Regions from separate parts of the Mus musculus genome. Here all the other regions are linked to region 4. A link is a contact called in public Hi-C, HiChIP or PLAC-seq and promoter capture Hi-C data. All regions are on one chromosome and are shown on one strand. Each heading gives the region's core, a stretch centred on a gene start, on an enhancer-like site or on the middle of the called end of the contact. The rest is flanking DNA. Distances are from core to core; before and after follow the strand shown. Region 1 holds the start of 9530068E07Rik (RIKEN cDNA 9530068E07 gene). Region 2 holds the start of Vdac1 (voltage-dependent anion channel 1). Region 3 holds the start of Cdc42se2 (CDC42 small effector 2). Region 4 holds the start of Uqcrq (ubiquinol-cytochrome c reductase, complex III subunit VII). Region 5 holds the start of Ube2b (ubiquitin-conjugating enzyme E2B). Region 6 holds the start of Slc36a3os (solute carrier family 36 (proton/amino acid symporter), member 3, opposite strand). Region 7 holds the start of Rapgef6 (Rap guanine nucleotide exchange factor (GEF) 6).

Region 1 (2,700 bases), core at 110-2,609, 1.0 Mb before region 4:
GCTAAAGGGGTCTGCAACCCTATAGGTAGAACAACAATATGAACTAACCAGTACCCCCGGAGCTTGTGTCTCTAGCTGCATATGTAGCATAAGATGGCCTAGTCGGCTCGGCCATCATTGGGAAGAGAGGCCCCTTGGTCTTGCAAACTTTATATGCCTCAGTACAGGGGAACGCCAGGGCCAAGAAGTGGGAGTGGGTGGGTAGGGGAGTGGGGGGGGATATGGGGGACTTTTGGGATAGCATTTGAAATGTAAATGAAGAAAATACCTAATTAAAAAATAAAATTAAAAAAAAAAGGAATTTTGAGGCCAGCCTGGGCCACTTGAGATCTTGTTTCAAAACCAAAACCAAAAGGGTGCTGGAGAAATTATTCAACAGTTTAGAGCAATTGTGCTTGTAGAGGACCAGGGTGTGGTTCCCAGGAGCCACATGGGGTGGCTCATAATCACAGCAACCTCCAGCTCCAGGGGAGTAGACGCCCTCTTCTGGCACTGGAGGGCATTTGAACTTACACACAATTTTACTCTTTCTTTATTGTTTCTTTAATGCTTATTTTATCATTATTATTTTTTGAGACAGGGTTTCTCTGTGTAGCCCTGGCTGTTCTATAATCGCTTTGTAGACCAGGCTGGACTCGAATTCACTTAGATTTACCTGCTTCTGCGTCCTGAGTGCTGAAACTAAAGATATGCACTATCACACCTGGCTAGTTTTAATTCAGAAATGATTGCTTGCATATATGTTTGTGTACCCCATATGCCTAATGCCTGTGGAGATCAAAAGAGGTCTTATAGTCAGATCCCCTGGAACTGGAGTTAGAGGTGGCTGTGAGCTGTTTAATCTGAGTGCTGGGAACCAAACCCAGTCCTTTGCAAGAGTAGCAAATGCTCTCAACAGCTGAACATTCTCTCCAGCTCCATATATATATATATAATCTTTCTTAAGTGTATTAAACTTGTGTGTAGTTGTTTTACTTATGAGTTTCTGCATCAGTTATACGTCTAGTGTTTGAGGATGCCTAAAGAGGGCACCGTATACCCTGGGACAGATGGGTGTGAGTCCTCACATACAGGGGTGCTTGGAATCGAACCCAGGAGCTCTGGGGGAATCAGCCAGTGCTCTTAAGCGATGACCCCTGAAATACATCTCAAAGATGACAACGATAAACCACAGAGCAAAACAAAAAACCACCAGTTGAAAATAAATCCGTCCCATTCGCCTTTTTTTTTTTTTTTTTTTTTAAGCACCCTTTTCTACACTCCCACGCTAACCTTTCGGGTTCAGAGATGCAACGTCATCACGCCGGGACGTAGCTGCTTCGGGAGTGCGCTTCGGACGCGTATCTGACGTCACCTCGCAGAACCTAGCAACAGCGCAGGCTCGGGGGCCGAGTCCGTTATGGCCGCCTCCGCCCTGGGCAGAATGTGCGGGGCTGCACGAGAGAAGCTGTCTCCCGGGCCGGGCGCCCGGGGCCTCGGGGCTCTGGCGCGATCTCTGGTGCTGGCGTTGCTGCTCGTGCCCGTCCTGTGCTCTGGTAATGAACGCAGGGAGACGGCGAGGGACCGGGTCGGGCCCGACGGGGACGGAGCGCCGCCGACTCACGGTGGTTCCCACCGGCCGAGTTCCCGCGCCCAGGGCTGGGCCCGAGTTGGGAAGCGCTCCCAGTGCGGTCTCCCCAGGCCTGAGAAGTGGGGTTGTGAGATTCAGAGACCCGAGTAGGTGGGCGGGGACGGGAAGTCCCCGTGTCGTGGACGGAGTCTCTGAGAATACACTCCCTGGAGGAAGGGCGCTCGGTGTGGAGGGGGGAGGTCCCCAAAATGGGGAGTACAGAGATCTCGCAGACTGGATAGGAAACAGGCCGAAGAGATAGTCGGAGTTGGGGAGAGTGATGTTAAGAGAGATGCTTGAGGTTAGAGGGACAAGCAAGGCTAGGCAAGTTTTTGTTTTGTTTTCCCCTTCGAAATGGTGAGGTCAGAGATAAAGATAGGGACAGCGACCCAGTGTTGGGACTGAATTGATTGACTGTTCCAGAGTGGAAGAGGGGAGGAGCTGTTTGTGGATTCCATCTCTGAGGTCTGAGAAGTTCTGGGGCTTTTGGTGTAGAGGCAGAGTCCGGGGACGCTGACCGGCTGAGGGCCTTGGAGGAGGAGTAGAGTTTAGAAACAAAGGGAGAGAGCGTGTCTGCGGCAGATGCCCTTCCTTGAGCTGAGGTTTTACCGAACGCCCTCTCGCCTCATTTGAGAAAAACTTTCTTTTCTTGCAGATGCTATAGCATAAATCAGGATATTAAAGCCGTTCTTGAAAGTGAAATCTGTAAACCGAGGCAGAGATTTAGCAGGAGAAACTGAGCATTGTTGAGTAGTCATATTTTTCTTTCTGTCCAGCGTGCAATCATTTTCTCCCCAAGTCTTTATTGATTTTTTTTTTCAGATGAAAACTTAATGTGAACTGGGGCTGACTTCCTTCTTTGCCCAGGGAGACTCTCCAGCCAATCACCCGTCCCTTTATTACAGTGCTGGGTTGCATACATAGTTTCCTTCCTCAGCAGCACTGAAAGCAGGCAGCTGACTGCCCTAACTGGAGGGTTTTGGAGTCTGTGGGAGGAAAGACTAGGTTTTCCAAGGCTCTTATATCTTGGGTAGAATGTAATGAGGATTTCCCTGGTGGATGCAGACATAATTTTGATCTTTAATCATCTA
Region 2 (2,764 bases), core at 158-2,657, 1.1 Mb before region 4:
GGCGCTGAACGGAGGTGGCGCACACCGCCTTTAATCCCAGCACTTGGGAGGCAGAGGCAGGCGGATTTCTGAGTTCGAGGCCGGCCTGGTCTACAGTGTTAGTTCCAGGACAGCCAAGGCTATACAGAGAAACCCTGTCTCGGGAAAAAACAAACAAACAAACAAACAAAAAACAAAAACAAAAAAAAAACCCAAAAAATAAAACAAAACAAAAAAAAAAACCAAGAAAGACTCTCAGGGCGAAGTTCCGAGAAGCCAGACTTTCTGCCCACCCACGACACACAGCCCTGGGCATCAGGGCTCTGGGTCAAGTGTTAAGATTCTTGGAGACAAATCTTGTGTCCCCAGGTCTTGTCCTTCCGACTCTGCCTCCCTGTACGCCCCTGTGACTCAGCAGCTTTCCCTGCCTGGCTTTAACTCCGGGAATGGGCTGGGTGTTTGTTGCCGGGTAGATAGAGCTGCAGACTTGGGAACAGGTTCTTTCTAATGCAAAGCAAGCCCTGTACCACGGAGCTATCTGTTTGCCCACATTCTATTTCGAAGGGCTTTCCCTCATAGTCTTAACTAGATATGGGCTTAGGCCCCCTTACATTCCCTCTCCTCGGCCTCTCTCTCTCTTGGTTCCCTTCCTTTAGCCCACGGAACAGCATTTTCAATCTAGAGTGGCTGCGGATGCCCAGCTGTCTTGTTCAGCTACAGCAGGTTGTGAGCAACCACCTGGCGTCTCCTCTACTGGACCCCAAATGCCTGAATTCTCCTCGGACGTCTGTTAGTAGAAGGCAAAGGGTGTGAAGTCTTCACTCACATGTGATTTCACAAACTCTCCAAACCTGATTTGGTTAGTCTTGGTGTGGCACGCTCAACAGGGCAGGAGGCCACGTGCTGAGACCAGGCTGGGAAAAAGTGTCCGCCCTCTCTACACTGCAGGAAAGCAGACATCCAGAACCCGCGTGACCTCACGTAGCGAGACTCCGCAGTCTCACAAACCCACTTTGTCTTTTTTAATTTCTTAAATGCTTGGGAAATGGCGGAAAGAGGCTTTGACACTAGGGAAGATTGCACGCAACTTTACAGTGCGGAGCCGGCTCTCGGGAGAGTTTAATTTGCAACTGACTCGCTGACGCACGCGGGCGTGTCGCAGGCTCCGGAAATCAAGGTTGGAGCAGAGGGGACAGTAGCCGCTCTGACCTATACAGCGCCACTTCCAGAGCCCAGTGTCCCCACTGGGCCTCCGAGTGACTTGCAGCCTCGGCGACTCCGGCGACACTATCCGCTGAGGTCCCTAGGCCACCGCTCTGTGTGCCGGAAGCTCCCCTCCCCCTCTTCCCAAATGCTTCCAGCAGCCTGGAGGCTGCAACAGTGACCCGCGTGTCCCCGCGCACGCACACACCTCACGCACGTCAGACCCACGCCTCCCTATCGCCCCGTGCCAGAGTGCACGCAGGCCTTTACGCGCGGCCACACATGATCACAGAGCCGCAGAGGGCGAGAGCGCGGCTCGCGAGTGGGAAGAAGACCCCGAGACTGGTCTGGGCGCTGTCCGGGGTGGAGCCGAGGGCGGAGCTTCGGGGTCCGGCGCGCAGAGCTGGGGCGTGTCCGCGCCGCCGCGATCTGCGCCGCTCCGCCCTCGGCCCGTTCGCTGCGCTCCCAGCCTCCTCGCCGCAACCCCCGCCGTAGCTGCCGCTGCTCCCGCCGTCACCGCCTCCGAGGTAGGCGCAGCGGAGAGGGCCTGGGCTATGCCTGAGTCCCCAGGGCCTCGGGTCGCGCTCCTGGGAAGTCTCCAGGGAGGCGATCGAGGGAGGTTCGGGCGAGGGCGCTGGGCCTAAGCGCTTGGCCCCGGGAAGGGTGAACCAGGGACGATCATTGCGGGCCTGGAGGGGCAGCGGGCTTGTAGAGGAGGCCTGGAGGGCGGGCGCAGAGCGGATCTCCCAGATTCTAGCTCGAGCGTTCAGAGCACCTGCATTTGGAAGCCAGGGGCGGTTCGAACATGCGAGGAGCGGAAGGGCAAGGGCGGCCGCGTGGAGGCCCGGCGGGCCGCGGGTCTAGGTGACCTTCCCGGCGGCGCCCTCTGGCTCTAGATCCCGTCGGTGTGGATCTGGTAGAGACCCTCCCACGGCCCAAGCCCTTCCCCACCAGCTCCAAGGGCCTGTGCAGACCCAGCTTCCTCCGCCGAGAGGACGAACTCCAGGCACGGCCATGCCCTGGATCCCCCAGCCCCTACACGCCCTAGCCGGCCCACGCCCGGAGTAGGTGGCGCCGGGTCCCTCCCGCGCATGCCAGTGTCTTCCCGGGCGGAACGGGCTGCCCTGAGTGGACTTAGGCCGCAGGAACAGGGACCTGGGCCTGGACTGAGAGCGAGACCCCATAGGGAGCCATACGCTTGGCCTCCTTGGCCTCGGGGACGGAGTCCGTGTTCTGTGTCGCCAAATGCAACTGTGCATTCTGGAAACTGTTTTCAGGGCCTGACATCAGATTGGAGGCCCGCAACTCTACACGGTTTGTCCAAGGTCACACTGGTAGGAAGATTTAAAACTTCAATCTTCTCATCTGCGAAATAGGAGCAATTATATACACTTCACTGAGTTTGGGGGAAAGAATAAAATGATCCGATTAACACGAAGCCTTGGGGCATGCACAAGGACACCTTAGAAACCTTGACATTTGCCTAGGAGACCTAGGAGCTTTTGGGGAGGGTTGAACTCATCCTCCACAGACTTTTATTTTATTTTATTTTTTATTCCACATGGTGTACAGGAAGGGACTC
Region 3 (2,738 bases), core at 169-2,668, 1.4 Mb after region 4:
GAGTATGCTGGGTAAACTGTGATGTTTAACCACCAAGGCGACATTAGATCCCCTCCCCTAAAGTTCAGAGCTCTCTCTCCCTGGCTCATAGAGATCCAAGACTGACCATGCCACAGTCCCTCCAAAGCCCACACACATCTTTACTCCTACTACATAGAAAGCTAGACCTCAAAATGCACCCCAAACATCTTTCTCAATTATTTTCAAAGAAAAGGAGAAATCAGGCCTGCTGAGAAACAGAAATCTGTAAGCCAACTTCTCTCAAAAATTTCACATCTCAAAGGTACTATCTGCTATGCTGGCTGGCAATAATGACCAACTAATTATTAATAGTTTACATGGGGATGGGGGACAGAAACTTGCTAGGCATTCTTTCCAATAGTCCTTTATCTGAGTCAAGAAGCTATGTGCCTCATCTTACTAGTAGGAACAGTTCTGTGTGGTGTTTTAAGATTCATTCATTATATCAATATTTTACTAAGCAAGGGTCCTTTAAGAGCATTTAATTTTCTTTCTTTCTTTCTTCCCCCCCCCCCCTCTTTTTGTGGCGGGTGGGAGTACTGGGGAACTGAACTACTCTGGGCCGCCTCCTACATGCAAGGCAAGTTCCCTACCACTGAGCTGTACTCCCAGGCCCAGAACGTCTCAGTGCTGCGCTCTGCACATCACTACCAAACTCCTCCAGGAAAGCTCGGCAGTAGCAATCACTGCCGCTAAAACGGAATTCCCAGGGTTGCCTGAAATCAGCCGGCACCGGGCTGCTCCTCAGCTCGAAATGCGGACGTCAGCGAGCCGCTACCTACCACACCCGTTAGTAATGCTCACCACCGTGGCCGCGAGCTCCCGGTGCAACAACCTGTAAGAGTCGCCGCAGCGACTGCGAGGCAGTGGCCCGGCTTCCTCTCTCGGGGTCCCAGGCAGGCCGGGCGGGAGTCGGGGTTCGGGAGCCCAGCCGCTCCGCGCCGGTCCAGACTGGCGGGGCTGCGGACTGGGGGAGGGGTCCGTAGCGCCTCCCCCATCGGGAAGGTGCAGGCTACGGTGAAAGCTGGCCTCACGGAGAATGAAGAGAACCATACGCCGGTCCTCGCGTGAGGACCTCGCCCAGACTGGAAAATGGAGCCGCCGCAGCCTCAGTCAGTCCGCAGCCCCAGTCTGCTGCCCCAGTCCGCAGCGCGGAGAGGCCCGGGCCGCGCTCGCCCTCAACCTTCCGAGTGGCGACCCTACACTTGGCGCCTCGGGCGGCGGGGCCAACGTGGGGCCCTCTCCCTCACTCACCGTCGCCTTTGTCTCCGCCGCCTGCTCCAGCCGCGCGGCTCCGAGCGCCGGCTCCGAAGCTTCCAGGATCTCCACACACCAAGCAGCTGCGCTCCCCGCTTCGGGCTCCGCCCTCCCGCCTAGGCTCTGGCGCGCAGAGGCGGAGCCACAAGCGGTGTGTGCGGCTGCGCGGCTACGCCCCCACTACAAGGACACGCCCTGTCCCCCCCCAGTAGGCGGGCTGGTAGCTGTGAGGCCCCGCCCAGTGAGGGAGTGGCGAGACCTAGGGGATGCTAGGCGCGCAAAGAGTGACCGCTGGGTGGGCTACGGGGAAGATGGATGCCGCTGCCTCGCGCCACAGCACCTTCCTGTCCGGATCCAGCCGTAGACGTGCCCGGGCGAGCAAGGCGCTGCTAGGCAGAGCTGGCCAGCACCAGATGTCTCTCACGCTCAGATCACGTTACTTTCAAGGAATCAGAATCACTGACTCATTGGAGAGTCAAGAATATCTACCTGGCATTTGAAAAGTTCGTCTCTGTGACTTCTTGTGGGATCGTTTTTTTTTTTGGTTTTTTTTTTTTTTTTTTTTTTTTGGTTTTGCTTTGACGTTGTTTGAGGGAGGGCCTTTTTGTAGCCCCAGAGTGGCCTCAAACTCACTATATAGGTAAGGATGGCCTGGATCTTGTGATCCTCCTGCCTCCGTCTCCCAAGCGCTGGGATTACTAGTGTATGTCACAAGCTTAAGGACTTTTGGAGTAGAACCCTGGCTGACCTGGAACTCACAGCAGTCCTCCTGCCTCAGCCACCACATTTTATGACTACATTAACTTTACACTTTAGGCACCCAGAAGCAAGAAACAAATGGACGCCTTCCCACTGAAATCTAGCCACACATACTCAGACAGGGAGCTGCATGACCATCACTATTGATAGGAAATTTCTAGCTTGTTCAGTGACAAAACTGGAGTACTCCTTGGTTCCTCTTATTCTCAATTTCACATCCATTCTGTCCATAAGGGTAATTGGCGTGGTTCTACATTCAAACAAAAAGAAAATCAGACTGTTCATCTACATTGTTTCTGTCATCCGTGGTCCCAGTCACACTTCAGTGGCTTTCTTAAATGACCTCCCTGACCACCATCAACAAACTGTGTTGTCAAAACAAGAGGGAGAATATCCTCCCGCAAGGAGAGTCAGCTCATGTCTCATCCGATCAAAATCCACCAGTGTTCCCGTTACTGTAGAAGATAACATCTTTACAATGGCTGACAAAGCCTCTGAGATTTTTTTTTTTCCCTATAGGTCTCAGAATTCATCTCCAGTCTCACTGGTGCTTGCAATGTCCAGTCTATACTCAGGGACTAGGACATTCTCTAATGTCTGCCTTCTCCCCTCAACTCCACTCAGATCTTCTTTAACAATGATGCGTAGCCTAAACCCACTTCTTTACATTGCTACAGGCTCAATCCTTCCCCCATCTATCT
Region 4 (2,700 bases), core at 84-2,583:
ACCTCTGTCAGTCCATGTCCTCCTTTCTGACTTTCAACCAATTCTGCCTGTCCTTCTACTGTCCCTAGCTTCAACTGTTTGTTTGGTTTTGGAGAAAGGGTTTCTTTCTCTGTGTAAGCCTGGCTGTCCATGAACTCAGGGATCTGCCTGCCTCTGCCTCCTAAGCACTGGGATTAAAGGCATGCGTGCGTGCTGTGGCTCAGGGCATACCGAGGTGACTAAGGGAGTAAGAGAATGGCAAATCCCTCAGGACTTAAGTCACAGATGATTGTAAGCCACCATATGGGTGCTAGGAATGGAATCTGGATCTTCTGAAAGAGCAGGAAAGATGTTGAACCATCCCCAGCCCTAAGTTTCTGTTGCTGTATTAAGACAAGCTCACAGTATAAGGCCCTTGCTGGTCTAGAACTCCCTCAAAACTACATAGATCCACCTGCTTCTGTCTCAGGATTGCTGGGGATTAAATGTAGACACCATTATGACCAGAAACTACTTTTAATAAGAGGTTCAAAATGGTTATAGTACACAACCATTTTATAAGCAACCAAAACAAAGATATCAGCCCAGGAAGATGTGGCCTTCGCTTTCCTAGTTAACACCAAATTAAAAAAAAAAAAATCACGGAATTTACCTAACATAATCTTCACCATTTTAAAAAGTACTGTTGTGCTGGCGCATGCCTACAATTCCAGCCAACAGTCCCGAGGAGAGGGCAGTAAAATCTCAAGTTTAAGGCCAGCCTGGCTTCTACAGCAAGATCGGGCCTCAACCTCTCCATCAAATTTAAGTGCACCTTCACGGATATTCACAATGCCATGAAACCGACAGCAAAATCGGCCGCACATCTAACACAAGACACTGATTGCATCAGCCTTTCATCACAGATAGTGGCCAGCGATGACCTCAGAGGGAGCCGTTGGAGTCACCCAAGTGACCTTAGGCCAGTCATTTCGATATGATAAGAACTCCTCCACGTCTGCCCCGCGAGGGCGTCGGAAGGAGAGGTGCGCGGCTGTACCCCGCCCGCCCCGCACTCACGCGGCGCCACGCGCAGGATGCGCTCGCGAGTGCGGCGCAGCACGTTGGGGATGCCTTTGCTGAAATAGCTTGGGAAGGCGCGCTGCTCAAAGGGCGACAAGCTGTAGGAGATCACGTGCCGTATCCGCGCCAGGTTCCCAAACTCGCGGCCCATGGTGACGGCGGCCCTGGGACAGAAGATAGACGCGTGGCTCAGTCTCGCGAAAAACCTCCCACGGCCTAACACCGACCCCCAGGATCGGTCACCTCTACCTCCAGAGCTCTGAGCCGGCTTTCGCCCGTCACTTCCGGGAGGAGCGGAAGCCGAGCCTAGAGAACGTGAAGTCATTTCCGGGAACTACCATTTTCTTTCGATCTCAAGGGGGAGACTCAAAAAAAAAATTGTCAGTTGACCTGAGTGGGCGTGGCCTGACCTTCGTGTAGCCGGAAAGGACCAGTACCAAGAGGGCTGGGCGGAGCTTAGAGGCGCTTCTAGCGACACGTGGGTGGGGCTTATAGAGGTGCTTGTGGGCTTACGGTAAGTAGTGAACGCACGGGAGAGGTTGATGTTGCCAAGGGGCGGGGCTTGAAGAGGAATGGTGGCTTGGTGGGAGGGGTGCCAAGCAAGTGGGCGGGGCTTATTAGCCACCCTGGGGATCTTAGGTGGATACGTCCGTAAGGTCCCCCGTCGAGAGGTGCACGGGGCGGGGCCTATAGGTGCATGGGGCGCGGATTAGGGTGATGGGCGTGGCTTAGGAGCACCTGGGTGTTCCAAGAGGCGGTCCTTTCCGCTCAGTACCAGGCCTTTGCATAACAGCCGGCAGCTGCTCAAAAATTAAAAAGAAAAAACAAAAAGACTTGTTCTCCTCGTTCTTCTGCTGTCCCTTACTCTCCACCAGGTATATGTGGTCCTCATAACCAAAAGGGCCTTCACTGACCACAGTACAAAATTAAGGACACGGATCTAGAGCTTTGGTACACACTGCCTAGCAAGCCACTGGCAGGCTGTAGACTTGTCCAAGATGTGACATAAACGTTTCTCCCAGTTCAGCCACGAACGAGTGTGGCAGTTGTCAGACGCACATAGTGGTGATGGGAGCCAAGGAGAAAGTGGTGGGTTTGGGCTGAGTGTGTCATCAAACCCAGACCCCACTCTCTAAGGAACTGTTATGTTTTCTCTAAAGTGCATTCATTCTCCTAGCTAATATTATCCTGTGGGACTCACCGCCCTTTCTCCTCCTCTCAGTGGCTGTAAATGGGTTAACTGGCTGTAAATAATCTGGCAATCAAACTGGGGCAGTTTGGCGGTGAGCTTCAGTTTTGCAAGAGTACTTCAGCCTTATCTATCTGGTGCTGGGCAAACTGATTTTTTTTTTATCCTGTGTCATTAGTGTGTTTTGACTTTCTCCCAAGAGATAGTCTCCTTCCAAGGGGTGCTAGATAGCCTTTCATGGTGCACCTGCACATTCTCCCCCCCACCTCCACCCTGCCCCCATTTTCCTTAAACATTATCTAGCTTGATCTCACCTCCAAGGCCGGGACACAAATACTTTAATCAAGGACTAAAACACTGTCCTGATTTCTGCCATCTGGGTGGTTGGTTAAAGAATAAATACGATGTCTATTTAATTGCATTTGCTGATGTCTCAAGATTTTTCAACCAAAGTATAGTCAAGTGAATTG
Region 5 (2,700 bases), core at 64-2,563, 1.4 Mb before region 4:
TCAAGCAGATTAGGTCACTAACAGGACTGAGAGGGACGAATTTACTGCTTCATTCCTCAATTGTGTGGCTAAAATCAGCAACGAATTAAATGATGAAGTTGTCCAGGTCCCAAGACAATAGCTTCCAAATGCCTCATAAAGGGCTTTTTTTTCTCTCTCTCTCATAAAGGGCTTTATAATGGGAAAGTTGAGCAGTTGCTTCCTGAGAGGCAAATCTAAGTTTTTATATTACAGATTTGTCTCAATCACAGCGGGTCTGCCCAGAAAGAAAACTAGTATCTAGTCTACTGTTTCTGCACTTGTACGTTTCCAAGGAGAGGTAAACAACTGGGAGAGGTCATCTTCTTCCTTCAAGCCCCACATTTCCTATAAACCCCTATTTTCCAAAAGGAGGCCCAGGTGGAGTATCAGATTAGCTCCAGTCTGACGGAAGGCATTTTTCCAGGCTGGGGAGGCTATAGATAGGCTTTTATTCCGCGGCCAGATCTTAGTTCCAGAAGGCACTGGCAGGCCAAGTGGCTAGCTCCAGGCCCAGGTTTCCCGAGCCAGTTCTCAAGGTCCTTCCAGGTGGGCGGGGGCAGATCGGGTTTCGGGGGATGGGCTAACCACCTCCGGACCTCGCGCAGCAGACCCCACCCTCACCACTGCAGAAAGGGAGAGATTTGGGGCAGTATTCACCCCAACCTCTCACTACCAACAGGAGATCACGGGGCCCTGTAACAAAGCTGGACTGGTCCGCCAGGCGAGGCCGGAGCCTCAGGAGCAGCTCACTCGCACCACCTGGGGAGGGGACACTGCAGGGTGCAGAGGCGGGAGGTGAAGCGTCTGCATCTGCCCTAGGTGGGCCTCTGGGACACCTAGGCCCAGCGATGGCCACCTTCCTACTTTTGGGGGGGAAGGGCAGGAGGCTGTAGTACCGACCATCTTTACTCCAGACAGAGGGAGGTATGAAGCGAGGGAGTAAGAGCCACCGGGAAGCCGGGACTGCCGTGGGTCCCGCAGGCCCACTGCCCGCCTCCTCAGGGTCACCAGGAGGAAGATATCCGGAATCCCCGCCCTACAGTCCATGGCTTCGGGAAGAGGCCGTCATATTGGGCTAAGACGAGGGCCCTTACCGCTTGAAATCCCGCATGAGCCTCCTACGGGCCGGGGTCGACATGCTCCGCAGCTGCCCCGCGGTCAGTCTGAAAGAAAAGAGTCCCGTTCAGCCCCCCCACCCCCCGGCGCAGCGGCCGAATCACTGTGGGTCGCCGCCGCCACCGAGACTGCACAAACAACCCTGCAATGACGTCTCCCTCCGCCGCCTCCAGATCCCTCCGCCCTCCGCCAGTACCACCGCGGGAGGGGGGAGAGGGGGCGGGGCGAGCGGGCGCGCGCGCCGCACCGGAGGGGCAGAAGGCGGCCTTCCGGGCTTGTTGCTTGCGGGCAACTACGGAGGATCCGCTCCGTGCTCACGCTGAACACGGCCCGGCCCAACGCCCTCGGAGCCCACACGCTACCTCGCCTCGCTCCCCCCGTCGCTAGTTTCAAGTTCGGCCGGACGGGGAGAGAGTGGTGCATCCGGAGCCTGAGATTTCGGAGGAGAGGAGGTGGGGGGGGGGGTGACGTCAAGTCACGTGACCGCCAGCGCCGCTGTCAACAATCCACCCCTGAGGGGGAGGGAGCGAAGTATCTAGAACCACGTGTGCCTGTGACGCCATCAGAGCAGGTCACGTGATGGCCTAGCCTGGCTCTGGTTTCAGGTCTAACAAAGCAGGTCCTTGAGTATAAGGAGTTGACACCTCTAGTCATACATTATTCTTTTGGTCCCAAAGTACTGGGGCTTTGCAAAAGGAGACATTGTGGAAGGAGCCGCTTGCATTCTGAGTCTTTTAAAACGGAACAACAAAAAAAAAATCTGGACTTAATTCTGTGTTTCAAGTGGCTTAGCAACTCTGGTACGTGGGACAGGTACTGAAAGTGTGGCAAAGCCTTGTAATGAACGGCTTTGAATGCTAGGTCGGTGCAAATGAGATGGGATTAAGGGCATTTGCATCAATAGCCTGTTCCTGCTAATGGAATTTCCATACTTAGAATTTATACAGAAATGAGAGTGGAATAGATTGCCCAAACCTTAAAGACTCCATCTATGGAGTCTTTGAATTGGAATCTGTGAATTTGCCTGCGGTGGGGCACAATTGTGTTTTTCAAGAAGTGAGTGGGTGTGATTTTAGAGCATATCAATGCTGCTGGTTGTCAAAGAAACCTACAAAAATGATTCAGATCAGGGGAGAGATCCTGCAGACATGGGTGGGAGTTAGAGCTCGACTCTGAGGTAACTCATTACAAGCTTTATACAATAGCAAAGAGGGACCAAATGGACCGGAAGTGCGGTGTGGGGGGTTGATTCATAGCCGATTCCCGAAGCATTGACCACCACAGCCCCCAGCTGGCTCCTGGAATTTCCGTGCTCAGCTTCTAGCCCTGTATTGGGGATTTGTTAGTTCTAGGGACCGGAACAGTGTAGTAGATGCGGAATTCTTTAACTCAAGAAGGGGGAAGCGCATGAGACTCCACTGCTCACTCTTTCACATGGTTCCATGAAACCAGGAAGGGTTAACCTTTTTCACTGTCCTTATCCCTTCTTCCTTCAAACAATTCTCTTGATTTAAAATGACCTTGAGAACCCAGCGTCTTGGTGCATCCTGCCAATCCCACCAT
Region 6 (2,700 bases), core at 17-2,516, 1.7 Mb after region 4:
CAGTTCCAGGAGTGCCAATACCTTCCTCTGACTCTCATGAGTCTGTAGTGCACATATATTTATGCAGGCAAAACATTCATGCACATAAAATAAGTGAATCCTTAAGACATTTTTAGATTTACTTAATTTTATTTGTATGAAATGTTTGCCTATACATCATGTACATGCCCAGTCCTGGAAGAGGCCAAAAAAGGAAGTCAGGTCCCCTGGAGCTGGAGTTTCAGATGGCTTTGAGCCACCATGTGGGTGCTGAGAACCGAACCCAGGTCTATATCCTCCGAAAGAGCAACAAGTGCTTTTAACTGCTGAGCCATCGCTACAGCTGCATCAATACGTGTCTTCTCTGTGTCTCTGCACTCATGTGTGTGGTGCTGGGGGCTCCAGAGGACAAAATCAGTAATGTTCCTCAGATGTGGCCCTCCTTGCTTTTGAGAGAGGGTCTCTCATTAGCCTGGTACTGGGCAAGTTAGGCTAGGCTGGCCCTCCAGTGAGCTGCAGGTATCCGTCTGCTTCTGCCTCCTCAGCACTGAATTACAGCTGCAGGCCAGAAAGCCTAGGTTTTTTTTTTTTTCTTTTAGATTTATGTATTTATTTTATGTATGAGAGTACACTGTAGTCAGACACACCAGAAGAGGGCATCGAATCCCACTTCAGATAAATAGTTGTGAACTACCATATAGTTGGTGGAAATTGAACTCAGGACCCTTGGAAGAGCACTTGGTTCTCTTAACTGCTGAGCCATCTCTCTAGCCCAAACCTGGCTTTTTTTTTTTTTTTTTTTTTTTTTTTTTTTTAAATATGGGGATCCTGGGAGATGGTACCCAGGCCCTTGGGCTGGCAAGACAAGCAGACAAGCACTTTAGACAGGGTCTCGCATATCCTTCAGAGTTGGCCTCAGCCTTGCCGCATAGCTGAGAATGACCTTGAACTTTTGATCATTCTGCTTCTGTTTTCCAAATGTTGGTGTTATGGATGTGAACCTCTGTGTCTGGTTTTGGGTGTCCTGCATTTTACTGGGCAAACCTAACCGCCTTACTGTAGTGCGTGTGATTCTGACGATGGGAAACATTGAGCATCCTGAAGCCCAAAGGCACAAGGCTCTTTCTGTCTGCTAGACAATCTCTTCTTCCCTGTGAAGTGGTGGTTTCCCCGCTCACATGACTAGAAAGGAGTTTCTGTTACATTAGCACATCCTTTTTAGACTTTGTGGGTGAAGCGGGGCGGGGCTGAGCATTGAGCATCCTCTGCTCAAACAGTCCCTCTGTTACAAGGCACACTGTTCTTCCTGTCTGGCTGGGTGTGCTCCTCTGTCTCACAAAGCTGTTGTAAAAGAAGGCTCTGTCTGACTTGCCTGCATTAGGAACGAGATGAGGGGAACGTGACCGCTCGTTAGATATCTTGGATGTGACAACTTGAGATGCTTTCCAGCCTAAAGGTTAGGGGCTTTGGCTTTGCTCTGGTCTCAACTGTGGTCTAATATGGGCAGACACTAACAGCCCCAGCATCGGGAGGTCTGCTCTCCTCCCACCCACTCTGCCCAGAAGACCCCTCTTTACCTGTTGTAAGTTGTCCGCCAGAAACATGAAGTACACGCTGCAGAAGCCCAGCTGAGTGACGATCAGCAGGAAGCTCACAACGTACCTGGGAAGGAAGACAAGGACAAGGGAAATAAGTTACTGTTTAGGATGGATCTCATTTTCTTTTCTTTTCTTCTTTCTTTTTTCTATTTTTTAAAAAAAGATTTATTTATTTGTTATATGTGAGTACACTGTAGCTGTCTTCAGACACCCCGGAAGAGGGTGTCAGATCTCATTATAGATGGTTGTGAGCCACCATGTGGTTGCTGGGAATTGAACTCAGGACCTTTGGAAGAACAGTCAGTGCTCTTAACCGCTGAGGCATCTCTCCAGCCCCCCACCCCTTTTTTTTTTGATTTCCTTTTCAAAACAATTATTTCTGATGGTTTTATTTTGAGAAATGTCTGACCCACAGAAAAAGTTGGTTGTACAAGAGAAATTAACAGCCATAAACTCTGGCTTTGGAGAGTTAGTTTTTTGAGATAGGGCCTTGTGGTGCCCAGGCTGGCCTCTGATTAGCCAGATAGCCAGTGTGACCTTGAAAACCTGATTTTCTTGCCTCTACTCTGATAGTGCTGGTGTTACCACAAAGCCAGTGTGACCTTGAAAACCTGATTTTCTTGCCTCTACTCTGATAGTGCTGGTGTTACCACAACCACCCACATCCATTTACTCTAATGAAATTCATTTGTAGTTACCTTTGGCCTTGAATTGCATTCTGGGTATTATAGTCACAACACACACACACACACACACACACACACACACACACCCCACACTCCCCAAAAGTACTCAGTTCAATTCAGTTCATTTCAATGATAATTTCCGAAGTCATGAAATATCTACTTGAAATACCATAGGCATATTTCTCTTAGTTCTTAATAGTCAGAAATCAACTAACAACAAATATGTAATTTATATATTTTAATTATTTTACAAATATCTCTTTCTTTGAGGGGGAGGGCATAGTCTCACATAGCCAAGGCTAGCTTTAAACTTCATATATAGCCCAGACTGCCCCTGAATTATTAATTCTGCTGCCTCTACCTTCTAAGTGCTGGGATTGCAGGTTTGCCACTGTATCTGACTTAACTTTTATTTTTTTTTTGTTAAAAATTTTCCA
Region 7 (2,700 bases), core at 5-2,504, 1.1 Mb after region 4:
ATGAGCAAGCAGTGCCCTCGGAGAGGGCCTGAGTTAAGTTCCCAGCACTCATGTCCATTGATTGACAGCTCCTGTTACTTCTGGCTCAATCTGGGGGCCAAAATAAACCTAGGGTTACTTTTATCATAACAGGAATAATAACAATCAGTTTTTGCAGCTTTTCTTGTTCCAAAGGACAAGTAACAAAACTGAAGCTGTCTTTATTTTGTTAGAGACTAGAATGTAAAATTCAATACAAAACGGAGTGGAGAGGTTTGCTCTGAGCACTGCTTAGGTTAAAGCAGCCCCCACCCACTCACTCTCACTGCCCAGATTTTAGTCAAGGTTGTTAGATTAGGATGGAGGCAAGTGGAAATAAAAGGGCAGATCTACCTCCACAGAAGTTCTGTCCTTTAATCAGAACAAGTGACACCAGTTTCTCCACGGGAGTGGAAGCTGCACAGGTGGTGCAGAGGGCCTGAAGTTCTATAGGACGGGAAAAAACCTCTGGGATATAAGATTTCACCTGCGGGTCGGTTCCCCTACAGTCTCAAAGTGCTAAATAAATACCAAGTTGGCATGCTGATCTTCTCAGAAGGCAAGGATTCTGACAGCCCACAGGTGTTATCTGTCAACTTTCGAATCAGGAGTTCCTTAGTCCACCTGAGGCTTTTTGGTCATTAAACCCTTTAAAGGAAAATCCTAAAATTCTGCACACAGAAGCCAAGACAATCTGGTGCACGCTAGACCAGCAGGCTACTCTGAACTATAGCTCTAGTCTTCAAAACGCTTTTTTCTTTCTCTCTTTTTTTTTCTTCTTCTTTTTTTTTTTTTTTTTGAGGCAGCTTTCACTATCGATTTCGTGGTTTGTTTTTGTTTTTTAAAGTCGCGTAGAATACGCCACAAGGTTGCGGTGGGCTAGGTGCGCGAGTACTGCCCCGAGATCCGTGGCTTGCGGAGCGGTGCGTGGGCTTCCCCGCTTGCTGAATGGCAGCCTCGATTTCCGCGGGGCCATAAGAGCCCCGCGGTTTCCGGACTCGAGCGCTAAACCAAAGCATCTTACCCACAGCTCTACCCGATAGTCTATTTTTGGCGACGCCCTCGTAGCATTTCCGGAACCTCAACCGGAAGCTGGGTATGCGGAAACTACAATCCTGTAACCGAGGCGGAGTCTCGCGAAGAAAAGCCAAGCCGCTCATTCTCCGCCCCCTCCACGCCCATCTCTCTACGTCACGGCCAGGCGGGCGTTAGTGTGCGCGTCGTGCGCATGCGCATGCGTTCTCGGCCAGTCTCGCCCCCGCGCAGGCGTCTTTCTGGCCAGTCGCGCGTGGGCTGAGGCCCTGGGCGGGCGTTGCGAAGACTTGTTTGCTTGAGTTTGGACCCTGCGACAGTTCTCATTTCCCTCCCGGTGGGGCTGGCGTACACCCGGAGCTGGAGAATGGGCAGCTAGACGCAGGCTAGGGAGCCTGTGGCTGCGGACATGAACTCGCCCGTGGACCCCGGCGCTCGGCAGGCACTGAGGAAGAAGCCGCCCGAGCGGACTCCTGAGGTAAGGCCGGGCACTGGCGAGCACTGCTCGGCCCCGACCTGGCCGTAGCCGCGCAGGGTGATGAGCACCTTTCCTGCCGCTTCCTGCCGGGGACTTCCTTGTACTTGTGATAAGAAAGCACCGTTACTGTTGACTGGCTTCTGAGTTTGTGTGTGCTCAGGTGGGCTGAAAAACAAGCTGGGAATAATGATGTGTAAGAGACAGTTCATACCATAGCCAGTGTGTGCTGTGCGTTCATCTCAGATACTGCACAATTGCCCCCAGAAGACAGGTTTCCAATGTCCGTATCAGACTCTGCGTCAGCCAGATAGTAGTAAGTCCCGTGGCGGGTGATGCGTGTCGAGTGGTTCCCTGGTGCTTTTTCAAACTTTCCGTGGGAAGTTTAAGATTATTTGTTAAGTTTTCTTGGTTTGAAGACGTTTCTATAATCTTAGTGGCTATGTGTATTATACCAAAATTAAAAAAAAAAAAAAGGAAAACCCAACAGCAATGTAAATGCAATGAGTCGTCTTGTTTGAAGTTGCAGTAACTGAAATGAAATGTTTTAATTTTTAGTCACGGGAGTTTCATACTTAGAGTTCTTTGCATAGAAAGTCTCAAACTTTGGGTAACACTCTGGGACATGACTTTGTTACAGCCATTATTGAAGTTGTGATGTGTCCAGCTTGCTTCCTGAAACCTTGATCTTTGCATAGTAACAAGGCACCTGCCCACCCCTTTCCAGGGGCTACTTTTTCCTACTTATAATTTATGAATCAGCTTTTCTGTGGTGATTACCATTGTAATGTGCATTTTAAGTTTTATTTACGAACATTATTTAGGTAATGAAGGAAAACCTTGTTTCTCTTCAGGTACCGAATTACTTAGTTTGAAATTGAGTCTTTTTAAGTAGAGGACGTTTTCTCAACTGTTGGGGAACTTATGCTTGGTCATGTGTGCTGTGTTGAGGACTTTTATCTTGTGTTACTGGAATAGCAACATTGTTGAAGGGAATATTAACTGCTTGGATTCATTGGCTGTATTTTTGAATGAGTGTAGAATTTAGGTTACTAATAAATCATTATCCAGAGTGCTAGTGATGCTTTATTTTGACAAAGAGTTCTATGAAATTCTCACAAGTTCGTTTCTGCTGTCAAAAGATTCTCGTAGTGGACTCCTAAGAGTCTGTTATA

The links. Promoter capture Hi-C pulls out the DNA fragments that hold promoters and counts their contacts. Hi-C and Micro-C count contacts between places; a contact is called where the count stands out from the background. HiChIP or PLAC-seq counts read pairs in DNA pulled down with a chosen protein or histone mark. Capture Hi-C pulls out chosen DNA fragments and counts their contacts.
Region 1: a contact with region 4 is called in an H3K27ac HiChIP or PLAC-seq map of extraembryonic endoderm stem cells, with 16 times the contacts expected there. The contact joins the promoter of 9530068E07Rik here to the promoter of Uqcrq in region 4. A contact is called at or near these places in 5 of 39 promoter capture datasets (the SN4741 cell line, cranial neural crest, embryonic stem cells and 2 more), 1 of 484 Hi-C or Micro-C datasets (embryonic stem cells), 11 of 115 datasets of contacts at active chromatin or transcription factors (astrocytes, embryonic forebrain, embryonic limb bud and 7 more) and 1 of 9 other capture datasets (liver).
Region 2: a contact with region 4 is called in a promoter capture Hi-C map of embryonic stem cells, with 6 times the contacts expected there. The contact joins the promoter of Vdac1 here to the promoter of Uqcrq in region 4. A contact is called at or near these places in 1 of 39 promoter capture datasets (embryonic stem cells), 2 of 484 Hi-C or Micro-C datasets (embryonic stem cells and muscle stem cells), 12 of 115 datasets of contacts at active chromatin or transcription factors (cardiomyocytes, differentiating embryonic stem cells, embryonic forebrain and 5 more) and 1 of 9 other capture datasets (liver).
Region 3: a contact with region 4 is called in a Hi-C map of B cells, with 6 read pairs. The contact joins the promoter of Cdc42se2 here to the promoter of Uqcrq in region 4. A contact is called at or near these places in 1 of 484 Hi-C or Micro-C datasets (B cells) and 2 of 9 other capture datasets (liver and pancreatic islet).
Region 5: a FOXA1 HiChIP or PLAC-seq map of pancreatic cancer cells shows a contact between it and region 4. The contact joins the promoter of Ube2b here to the promoter of Uqcrq in region 4. A contact is called at or near these places in 3 of 39 promoter capture datasets (embryonic stem cells, liver and pre-B cells), 1 of 484 Hi-C or Micro-C datasets (uterus) and 5 of 115 datasets of contacts at active chromatin or transcription factors (astrocytes, embryonic stem cells, extraembryonic endoderm stem cells and 2 more).
Region 6: a contact with region 4 is called in a promoter capture Hi-C map of adipose tissue, with 3 times the contacts expected there. The contact joins the promoter of Slc36a3os here to the promoter of Uqcrq in region 4. A contact is called at or near these places in 1 of 484 Hi-C or Micro-C datasets (B cells) and 2 of 9 other capture datasets (adipose tissue and liver).
Region 7: a promoter capture Hi-C map of liver shows a contact between it and region 4, with 4 times the contacts expected there. The contact joins the promoter of Rapgef6 here to the promoter of Uqcrq in region 4. A contact is called at or near these places in 2 of 39 promoter capture datasets (liver and pre-B cells), 1 of 484 Hi-C or Micro-C datasets (B cells), 2 of 115 datasets of contacts at active chromatin or transcription factors (astrocytes and pancreatic cancer cells) and 3 of 9 other capture datasets (adipose tissue, liver and pancreatic islet).

The regions. Positions count from the first base shown.
Region 1 is chr11:52,395,069-52,397,768 of GRCm38.p6, forward strand. It overlaps 9530068E07Rik (RIKEN cDNA 9530068E07 gene), which reads left to right and starts at 1,360. Exons shown (of 3, transcript NM_153117.2): 1 at 1,360-1,535. The coding sequence starts at 1,400.
Region 2 is chr11:52,359,444-52,362,207 of GRCm38.p6, forward strand. Vdac1 (voltage-dependent anion channel 1) reads left to right here and starts at 1,408. Exons shown (of 9, transcript NM_011694.6): 1 at 1,408-1,709.
Region 3 is chr11:54,786,285-54,789,022 of GRCm38.p6, forward strand. It overlaps Cdc42se2 (CDC42 small effector 2), which reads right to left and starts at 1,419. Exons shown (of 6, transcript NM_178626.3): 1 at 1,276-1,419.
Region 4 is chr11:53,429,498-53,432,197 of GRCm38.p6, forward strand. Uqcrq (ubiquinol-cytochrome c reductase, complex III subunit VII) reads right to left here and starts at 1,334. Exons shown (of 2, transcript NM_025352.3): 1 at 1,039-1,334. The coding sequence starts at 1,192. It also overlaps a transcript of Gdf9 not described here.
Region 5 is chr11:51,999,178-52,001,877 of GRCm38.p6, forward strand. Ube2b (ubiquitin-conjugating enzyme E2B) reads right to left here and starts at 1,314. Exons shown (of 6, transcript NM_009458.5): 1 at 1,116-1,314. The coding sequence starts at 1,159. It also overlaps a transcript of Cdkl3 not described here.
Region 6 is chr11:55,135,733-55,138,432 of GRCm38.p6, forward strand. Slc36a3os (solute carrier family 36 (proton/amino acid symporter), member 3, opposite strand) reads left to right here and starts at 1,267. Exons shown (of 2, transcript NR_167707.1): 1 at 1,267-1,435. Slc36a3 (solute carrier family 36 (proton/amino acid symporter), member 3) reads right to left here. Exons shown (of 11, transcript NM_172258.4): 6 at 1,557-1,641.
Region 7 is chr11:54,521,591-54,524,290 of GRCm38.p6, forward strand. It overlaps Rapgef6 (Rap guanine nucleotide exchange factor (GEF) 6), which reads left to right and starts at 1,255. Exons shown (of 29, transcript NM_001252494.1): 1 at 1,255-1,528. The coding sequence starts at 1,460.